Regions from separate parts of the Sus scrofa genome. Here region 1 is linked to region 2. The links are chromatin contacts, called in public HiChIP or PLAC-seq maps. All regions are on one chromosome and are shown on one strand. Each heading gives the region's core, a stretch centred on a gene start, on an enhancer-like site or on the middle of the called end of the contact. The rest is flanking DNA. Distances are from core to core; before and after follow the strand shown.

Region 1 (4,795 bases), core at 1,306-3,805, 65 kb before region 2:
TCATGGATGTAGGACAAGAGCCAAAGAGCCACACAGTTACTCCTTTTTCCAGCAGAGGAGGATGGAAGTCTGGAGGGACAAGGGGTGAGCACTTCCTTATGGAGGAAAGTAAATGATCAGAAGAGAAAGCCTGAGATGTACATGGGCTGGCAAGTGTACCAGATGCAGTTCAGTGTCAGGAAAGGACCCAGGGGCATCTGAACTCAGGGTCTTCCTCTTCACCGCACTCCTTCCCTTAAGAATAGGTGGTTCCTCTCCCTCCATTTTCCAACTCCAGAACTGAATAGCCCCGCTGTAACTGGTCCTAGTAGCTCCTTTCATTCTCTTAACTTATATGTTGAGCTAGGAACTGAATTTTCGAGATAGAAAAAGACAGTTAACCATGTTTGGCTACCATAACCAAAATGAACCCCACTTCACACTCCTGTTCTACTTCAAGGAAGATAACATATTACCACAAGCCACCAGGGGCGCTGGGCACAATCGCCTGTGGAAAACCCAAGTCCCCCAAACTCCTGCCCTCTTCTGGGTGGGGAGCAGCTTTGCCATCCCCTCCTCAACCTCCAATGCCCTCTCCCCTAGTCTCAATTTCAAAATCTAAAGAACTCTAAAAAATGAAAAGTTTTTTCATAACTTGTTTGGTGGTAAAGCATTACCTAGACTGACAGGCTATATATTTTCTGTCCCCACTTAGTATGACTATGCATATGTTTCTCTACAGAAATGCTAATGTATTTAATTACAAGATGCTCCACAGACCCTAACTGGGATGTTATGCAATATTAGGGGGACTACACATCCTGATTCACTGGGATAGTTTCAGTTTAAGCCAGCTGTTCTAAAAAGAACTATTTTAGTACTCCCTTTAGCTCTCAAAAGCTCTGTTTATACAATAAATTACACAGTCACCCTATGTAGTATGCGTTCCATTATATTTTTAAAATCCATCTCTGCTGTTCCACAGGCACTCACTCCAAACCACACACACAGAGTCAGGCTGGTGGGTGGCCTTTTGTTGTCACTGGGGAGCCAACCTGGGGGTTGCCCTGCTCACCAAGAGCTCCTTACTCTCCTTCTCTTCGGTGGAACGAAAGGCCTCATAGTCCTCCAGATCCTTCTTCAAGACCTTCAGCCTGGACTCCAGGAGCTCCTGTGGGAGAGTGAGAAGGGAGACATTATGGGGAGAGGATTCTAGAAGCCCCCACATGTGCCTTTCTGAGCCGTCCAAGAGAAAGGGAAGGCCCTATTCATTGAGGAGGAAGAGGAAACTGCAGGGGTGAAGCCATCTCTGGACGTCAGGATGATACAGTGTGCATAGGCTGTACAAAGGAGTACGGGGCAACTGCAGGGTGACCCCAAAGGCCCCAGCGTCTCACGTCCTCAAGACCATCTGTGCACAATCCAGGCTGAAATACAAGTCCCCCAGAAGCCCAACCTGGCTAGTCCTCTCTTCCTTTCCTCAGGGCGGTATTGGTGGTGTGAGGGTGAAAGAGGGAGAAACGTCCTCGGTCCTGTAGCCAATGCCAGGCAGCGTGGGATAGGAGGAAAGAAGCAGGGGCTCACCTAGGCCTTCCTCCTGGCCTGCCTGTCGTCTGCACTGAGCGTTCGGGAATGCAGAACGGGGATTGGGGGTTTCAGGGACCGGTAGGGGTGAGGTTTCCGCTCACCTTGGCCTCCTGCACCGCCTCGTCAAGCGGCAACACTGCGTGAGCGCGGTGCTCGCGAGCGCGGTCGCACACAACGCAAATGGCACGTCCGTCGTCCTGGCAGTAGAGCTTGAGAGGTTCGCCGTGCTGCGCACACCCGGCGGACACAGCCTCCAGGGGCCCGCGTTCCCCCGGCGCGGCAGCTGGGAGGCTGAAGCGCCGCAGCAGTGTGGCCACTGCGGCCAGCTGCCGGTTGGGCCGTAGCTGGCCGGGGCGCGCAGGCTCGCGACACTGCGGGCAGGGCAGCGAGCAGGGCAGAGAGTAGGGCAGCGTGCGGGACACGGTAGTGGGCCCCGCGCTCGGGCGCTCCCAGCAGCGTGCAATGCAGGCGCGGCAAAAGCTGTGGCCGCACTCAACGGACACCGGCTCACGGAAAAGCTCCAGGCAGATGGAGCAGGTCGCCTCGCCCTGCAGCTCTGCCGCCAATGCCAGCGCCTCAGCCCCGGCGCTCGGGCCGGTCCGCGGCCCCACCGCCGCCATGCGCACCCTCAACGCACCCAACTTCGCGGCGCCCGGGAAGCTACTGGACTTTGCAGTACACCGCCCGCGAACGCCCACTGGGAGAGGAAGGGCGGGGTTGACGCCGGCTGGCCGAGACTTGAGCTGAGGATGCGCCAGGCTGGAAAACCTGAGAGGAGGGTGCGCGTGGATGGCGGGCTAGGCAGCACAGGGCGAGGGGATCTAACGGCAGGCCAGTGGCCTGCGCTCCCACTTTGTCCCCCTTCAGTACCCTGCCTTGGCCCGCGTCCTGCTGCGTCCCGGGGCTCCCTCTCTCAGTCTCTCCTTTCGCTCAGCCCTGACGCAAGCCTGTCTAGGCCTCCCCAGCCTGACCCAGTCAGCGGTGGAAAACAGGCTGGGACAGGTGGAAACACACACCCACCTGGGCGCCACTCCCAGTTGCTGCCTGAGGCCGACAAACACAGCTGGCCAGAGGCCCTGGCCCCCGGACCACAGTGTCAGATTCCCGGAGCGCAGGTTTGTCCCCGCCCTGTGCTCAGCTAAATTTAGGGTCTGGAACTTGGCTCTTGACCCCCACCCCCAATCGTGGCCTTTTATCTACTTCTGTGGCTACATTTCCCGCGATTGTATTCCCCTACCCCTTGTATATTCTTTATTTTTGTTGTTTTTTTTTAAGCAAGTAATATATTTTCAATCAATTTTCGCTCTTTATTTGATGTTACAGCCCTCCCCCCCCAAAAAAACCCCTATCCCCTATTGTCTCTTAATTCTACAGCCCCTCCCTAGAGTTGCCAATATTATTTGCCGCCCTCCGCTTACTCCCTCTGAAGGACATTTGGGGCAGATTTTATTCCCCAACCTCTTCAGAAACCACTCTTGTGACCACAGCGATTCTAACCCAAAGATGAAGACTCCTTCTCTGGCCTTATTTCCCCTCTCCTCTGATACTTCCTCCTTCCTGACACCCTTTCTCAGGGCCTTCCAGGATTCTGTACTTCTTGGCTCTCCTCCCACCTCCATGGCCTCCTACCACCTTCTTGGCCACCGCTGTGGTTTCCTCCTCCTCTCCCTGCCCTTGCTCAGTCCTTGGACCCCTGTCTATACTTACTCCTTTGTGATCTCTTCCATTTTCTTGCTTGAAAGACCTTCTCCACTTCCACAGTACAAATCCCCAGCCCAGGTCCCCCTAGGATGCCTAGCTCCCACATCCAACTCTCTGGATGGCATCTCCAGATGTAGCGTTCTAAGGGGGTGGGGGTTGTCACACACTCAAGTTGTGCATACTGTATTTCTAGTCTGTGCACCCACACACTCTTCCCACAGCCCTCCTCACCCCATCCCATTTAATAGCAACTCTGTACTTCTTGGTGCTCAGACCAAAACTGGTGAGTTCTCTGAGACATCCCAAGAGAGGAGAAATGTACAGGCCTCACATCCAGTGCTCAACATCTCACACTCTCACCTCCTCCAATGCATCATCCGCCATAATTTGATGATCACAACAGTTCTCTCCCCTTCTGCCCAACTCCCCTGCCCTATTTCTCTAACCAGCTGTGAGAACAATCCTTTTAAATTGTTAAGTCAGATACGGACCCTCCTCCTCTGAAATCCTCCGGTGGCTCTTACCTCTCTCAGAGTAAAAGTCAAAGTTTAAAGACCCTACTCGTTCATCCTCTGCATCTCCTGCACACAGTCTCTCCACCTCATCTCCTATCACTCTCCCCTGCCACGTGGACCTCCTTAGTGTTCCTGCAGCAACATGGCAGAAAGACCCTATCTCAGGGCCTTTGAACCCTGGACCTCTCTTTTCCCAGACACTTGCATGGCTCACATCCTACCTTCTTCAAGCCTTGTTTCAAGTGTCACCTTCTCAAAATCACACGTTACTACATTCTCTTCCCATCGCTGGCTCTATTTTCTCTCCAGCACTCTACCGCCTTTGCAATGTGAGCTGTCAGAGGGAATGGACTATGTCAGATTTGTTCACAGCTGGACCTCCAGGTTTTTAGAGCAGTTCTTATACATAGTACCGATCGGTAAACTTTTCTTGAATTGAGTTAATTTAAACGGGGCTCAAAATTCAAATATACAGAGTGGTTCACAGGAGCCCCAGCCCCTTCCAATTCCAAGAAATCAACTTTGCAATTCTGAATTATTTTATACAAATATAATATATTTTACTACACCCCCCCCTTTTTCTTTAACAAATGTAGCATCCTACATTCAGTCTGGCTTTCATTTTTTCAGCTCACAGTTCATTTTGGGGCATCGTGCCAGATGATTTTCCCTTTATCCACGGCTGCCCTCAAGTGCTTAACCTGGCTGTATGCTCCCCTCCGGCGTTCTTTCATCGAGGCCTGGTGGCCTGGAGTCAATAGAGGATGCTGAAATAGCTCGAGGCGTTGCCCACCAAGCTTCGCAACCACTGGATTGTCGCGTCTGGCGAATGCCAGTCACTCGCGCCCTGCGCTTATAAACGGGTAAGGGGGAATAGAGAAACAGTTTAAAGCGCATGGGGATGTAGCTCAGTGGTAGAGCGCATGCTTTGCATGTATGAGGCCCCGGGTTCGATCCCCGGCATCTCCAGTGTTGGTGTGCACTTATTTTCTCCCTACACTACTGGAATCGTG
Region 2 (4,625 bases), core at 2,124-4,623:
AGTTCCAGAACCTGTGGCAGGAGTTTTACCTGGAAACTTGTTGGAAATGCAAATTCTCAGGCCCCACCCCAGCCCTATTGAATCTGAAGCTCTAGGGGTGAAAAGGAGGGCAGAACCCCTTTGGGTGATTCTGAGTTGATTCTAAAGTTTGAGAACTGCTCAGGCAAAAGCAACAGCACAGGAAAATGCCTGGAGTGAAAAAGAGAAGGATGAGTTCAGGAAAACCAAGGTCAAGGAATGACTGCAAATGTAAGAGATAAGTCTGGGAGGAAAAAGGGCTAGATTGCCTCTCCATACCTGTTTCCCCTTAGGAAAGTGGGAAGAGGCCAAACTGGGGCAGGTCCTAAGGACTGGAGTTCAAGGGTAAGGTCTGGGCCAGGGAAAGGGTATGGCTATAGTTGCCTGGAGGGGACCCTGAATCCCTGGCTTAGATGAGCCTGGAATGGCAGGAAGGGGGAGGCAGAGTAAGAAGGGCCTGCAGAGTCACCTTAGAAGGAGGAAAGGGGTAGAGGGAGACCAGACGTAGTCTCAGGAGTCAGGGCCCTTGATGTTCCATAGGATTTACCTCTGCAGTCCCTCCCCTAGCCTGCCCTTGATGCTGCTCCTGTCTGGATGCCAGTAGTACATCTAGCCAGGTGCCAAGGCCAGATACCCAAGAATACACCCCTCACCCTGCTCTCACCACCAACCCCCAGCCCCCAACTCCAGCTTTGCTATAGTAACCAGCAAATCATCTATCTGTGCTTAATCTGTCTCTAACAACCAAGGGCCACCGATTAGTTCTGCCTTCTCCTCTCCCCTGGTCAGGACTCCCTGCCTTAGTTTTTGCCCAAGGCATCGTGACTCCAGAGCCAGCCTGCTGGGATCCAAATCCTAACCAGCCATGAGACTTTGTGCAACCGTGGGTAGCCAGCTAACCTCTCTGAGCTTCAGTTTCCCTATCTTTTTTTTTTTTTTTTGGCCACACCCATGGCATATGGAAGTGATCTATAACCTCAGCTGCAGCAATGCTGATCCTTAAACCACTATGCCTGGCCGGGGATCAAACCCATGTTGCCACAGAGACAACACTGGATCCTAAACCCACTGCACTACAGCGGGAACTCCATCAGTTTCCCTATCTTTATCATGGGGATAATAATTGAATCCTTGTCATAAGGTGCTATGAGGTTTAGAACTTACTTCTGCAGCACTCATGGTATCTGCCCCTTGAAAGCCACTTTCTCATTCCCACCTCCAGCATGGAAAGCCTGGCATCCATAACATTTATGAGGGGGCCTGCTGGAAATGCCTCGCTACCTCCCCTCCATGTGCCACCTCTCTCCTATAGTTTGGCACACACCCAAGGTTATCTCTCCATTCCTTCCCACCTCCTTGGCTTGGAGACCTGCCCTTGACCATTCCCCTCACAAGGTCATAGGACTTACGCACATATACCCATGACCATCCCTGCCATGAACAGCTGGAATCACCTGTGTGCCCCTGTATCATCCCAGCAGGAAGCTGTAAGAAGGATCCCTAAGGGCCATGTCAACCTGAAAACCAGGACTGGTTACACAGTCTTGGCCCAGAGACACAGTGGCCCACCCCCCTGGTGTTCTTATTCTAGGGACATTAGCCAAACACTTCCCCATCCCTGGCCCCACTCTCTTCTACCAATCTCCTGCCCAGACATCCAGGGTGCTTCTCCTTTAAGTGTTTCCCATGAGGAGCTGAGGATTGAATCCTCCTGTAGGTGCATCCTATTGGGTTCAGGAGCCTCAAGTTGGAGCTGATGTCTAACCTCCAGCTGAAGTTTGGCCTTTCTCCCATGGTGAATGGAGCAAAAAGCTCAGCAGGATTAGCAGAACTTGTGCTTTTGGTCCCAGATAGAAGCCACAGATGTTTTCAAATCGCATGAAAAGTTGTTGCAGACACCTGGAAATATGCTTTCCCCCCACTACTTCCAAATTCTAGGGAATTCTTACTATTTAAGCCCATTATTTAATGTGTTAACTTAGAAGCGCATATATGTTACACATCGAAAACTCACATTTCTTTTTAAAAGTTTTGTATTTCTATTTAAATTTTAATAGCTTTATAAAAACATACTTGGGTTCCTTTGGAATCCTATATTTTTCATTTTGTTATTAAAAACACTCGGAGACCCGGCCCAAGCACAAAAAAGTCCCAGTGCTGCCACCTAGCGTCCTCTCTAGGCCCTATTTCACATCTGTAAATGGTAAACCTTGGAAGTTGAGAACCGAAATGTCTTCTGGTACGTGCAGCCCTTAGAACAGAGCCTGGAATAAAGGACATCAGCTATTATTATTGCAGTAATGGTGGACACCTCCCCGCCTGTGCTAATAAACTTTCAGTGATCTGTGCTGTCAGGGTGGGCGGTGACTCGTGGGAGCTGTTGAGAATCCCGGAAGTAAGGCCCAGCTGTTTTGAATGCAGAACGGAAATTGACAAAGAATGGAAATTCTGAGTCATGTCAGAGAAACCCTCGAAGCACCTCCTCACCCTCTATCCAAAGGGTCGCCCAGGCAACCCGACAGAACCTTGCCAAGGGACCAGAAAGACTTATAGCGACCGATGGGCAGTTGCCAGGCCGAGCTAGAAGGCAGGAGGCATGGAGGATGCGTTCAGATTCCCACCCCAACGTAGCTTCCCTAAGGCCTTCCAGCAGGAAGCTGTGGCGTCGGCTAGGTCGCAGGTGGCGGGGGGTGGGGTGGTGGTGGTGATGGTGGCACAGGCCCACTGGCCCCTGGGGTCCTCACCTTGCAAGGCCGCTCACTCTATCAATGGGCTGCAATGGGAGGCGGCAGAGCCTCTGTCTAACCCGAGGCTCAACGACCCCTTCAGTCTTGGTTCAGCTCTCCAATTCACCAGCCTCCCCCCCAAAAACCTTGAAGTGGCCTCCAAATTCTTGGCCGATCTCTCCCTTGCACCCCTCCCCAGCTCTCGGCTGGGGCGCGACTGGGTATCCGCCCCCGGCCCCTCAGCCTCTCCTCCAGGTTACCTGCCGCGCCCTCCGGCACCAGCCCCAAGAGCAGCAACACCAGCAGCGGTGGCGGCGGCAACGGCCGGCCCCGGAAGCTCCCGGGGCTCGGCTGCCCCCTGGTCGCCAGCCTCACGCGCAGCCCCAGGGCGCAAGTGCCCGCGGAGTCCGTCTTCAGCTGTGGGGCCGGTGGCCTGTTGCCAACGCCGGTCACCGGCCGACCACAGCACGCGTCCCTCGCCCGGTCCGGAGCGGGGAGCGCTCAGCGCCTCCAGAGCCGCCCCTTCTGCGACTCCGTTCTAGCCTCAAGCTGAAGCTCTGGCTCTCGCCGGGTTCCCGCTGAGGTTCCCAGGCGGCCTGGGGGCCCGCCCACCGCTCCTCGATGGCCCCCTCTGCTGGGCTTCGGAAGAAAAACACCCCCTTCCCATCTGATAATTGTGAAGTAAAGCAATTACTACCACACGAAATGAGATCACTGAGGTGAAGTTAACGTTACAGCCATTTGAAAAGTCGGGCAATGTCTGCGACAACGGTCATGTGATTCGAAAATACCTGTTTCTGTTGGGGACCGAGGCACAGATTCTGCTAACTCCACGGAGCTTCGCTACCTCCGTTCATCACTGGAAAAATGGCTACAGTTCAGCTAGCCGATAGAGAAAAATAAAGGTTATTTTCCCCATCTAGTTTCCCAGAACCCCTGACTGCAGACCAGGGACTCCCATGGTCAAGATAATAGTTTTCAGCTGGACGTTTTTCTTCCTTTCTTCGTACCTTCTCTCTCTTCTTTCTCATTCTTTTTCCTTCATTCCTTCCTCTCTTTCTTTTCCTTCCTTCCTTCCTTCCTCTTTCTCTCCCTCCCTCCCCTCTTCCTTCCTTATCTTGCTGCATATGGAAGTTCCGCTAGACCTATGGGGCAGCAGCCTCCCAAACGCTTGATCCCAGCCATATATCTCTGACCTATGCAGTAGTTTGCCTCAACCACTGAGAGGCCCGGGATGGAACCTGTATCTTCACAGAGGCAATATGGAGTACTTGACCCACTGAGTCATAACGGGAACTCCTGGCCAGTTTTCTGATATTTGAAAATTCATAAGGCATTTCCCTCGTGGCTCAGCATGTTTAAGGATACAGTATTGTCACTGTAGTGGCTCGGGTTGCTGCAGTGGCTGGGTTTGGATCCCAAGTCTGGGAACTTCGGCATGCCCTGTGAGGGGCACGCGCATGCACGCGCGCACACGCACAATTCGTTGGAAGGACTTTGGTGATCCTGACTGGGGTGAATAGGGGGGAGGAATTTACACATCAGAGGGAGGGTCCAGGAGTGCCAGAAGTATTCTTACCCTGTCTTGGGGCCATCACACGCATGGTGTCCTGCCAGGCCGGTATGAGGGGAGAAGCCAGACTGTAATGATCTGAATCTAGAACACAACAATTTGTTGAGTTTTAATATTGTCAAAAGGACACATAGAGTAGAAAGAATAGAGGAAGGTGAGCATCAGAAAGTATAGTTAATCAGGAGTTCCCGTCGTGGCGCAGTGGTTAACGAATCCGACTAGGAACCATGAGGTTGCGGGTTCGGTCCCTGCCCTTGCTCAGTGGGTTAAGGATCCAGCGTTGCCGTGAGCTGTGGTGTAGGTTGCAG

The links. HiChIP or PLAC-seq counts read pairs in DNA pulled down with a chosen protein or histone mark.
Region 1: a contact with region 2 is called in an H3K27ac HiChIP or PLAC-seq map of alveolar macrophages. The contact joins the promoter of TRIM7 here to the promoter of TRIM52 in region 2. A contact is called at or near these places in 1 of 5 promoter capture datasets (liver), 4 of 47 Hi-C or Micro-C datasets (blood, liver and skeletal muscle) and 2 of 2 datasets of contacts at active chromatin or transcription factors (alveolar macrophages and skeletal muscle).

The regions. Positions count from the first base shown.
Region 1 is chr2:57,308,291-57,313,085 of Sscrofa11.1, reverse strand. TRIM7 (tripartite motif-containing protein 7) reads right to left here and starts at 2,555. Exons shown (of 8, transcript XM_021083408.1): 1 at 2,437-2,555; 2 at 1,668-2,334; 3 at 1,055-1,150. The coding sequence starts at 2,186. TRNAA-UGC (a tRNA gene) reads left to right here and starts at 4,680; the gene lies at 4,680-4,751.
Region 2 is chr2:57,244,071-57,248,695 of Sscrofa11.1, reverse strand. TRIM52 (tripartite motif-containing protein 52) reads right to left here and starts at 3,373. Exons shown (of 9, transcript XM_021083413.1): 1 at 3,005-3,373.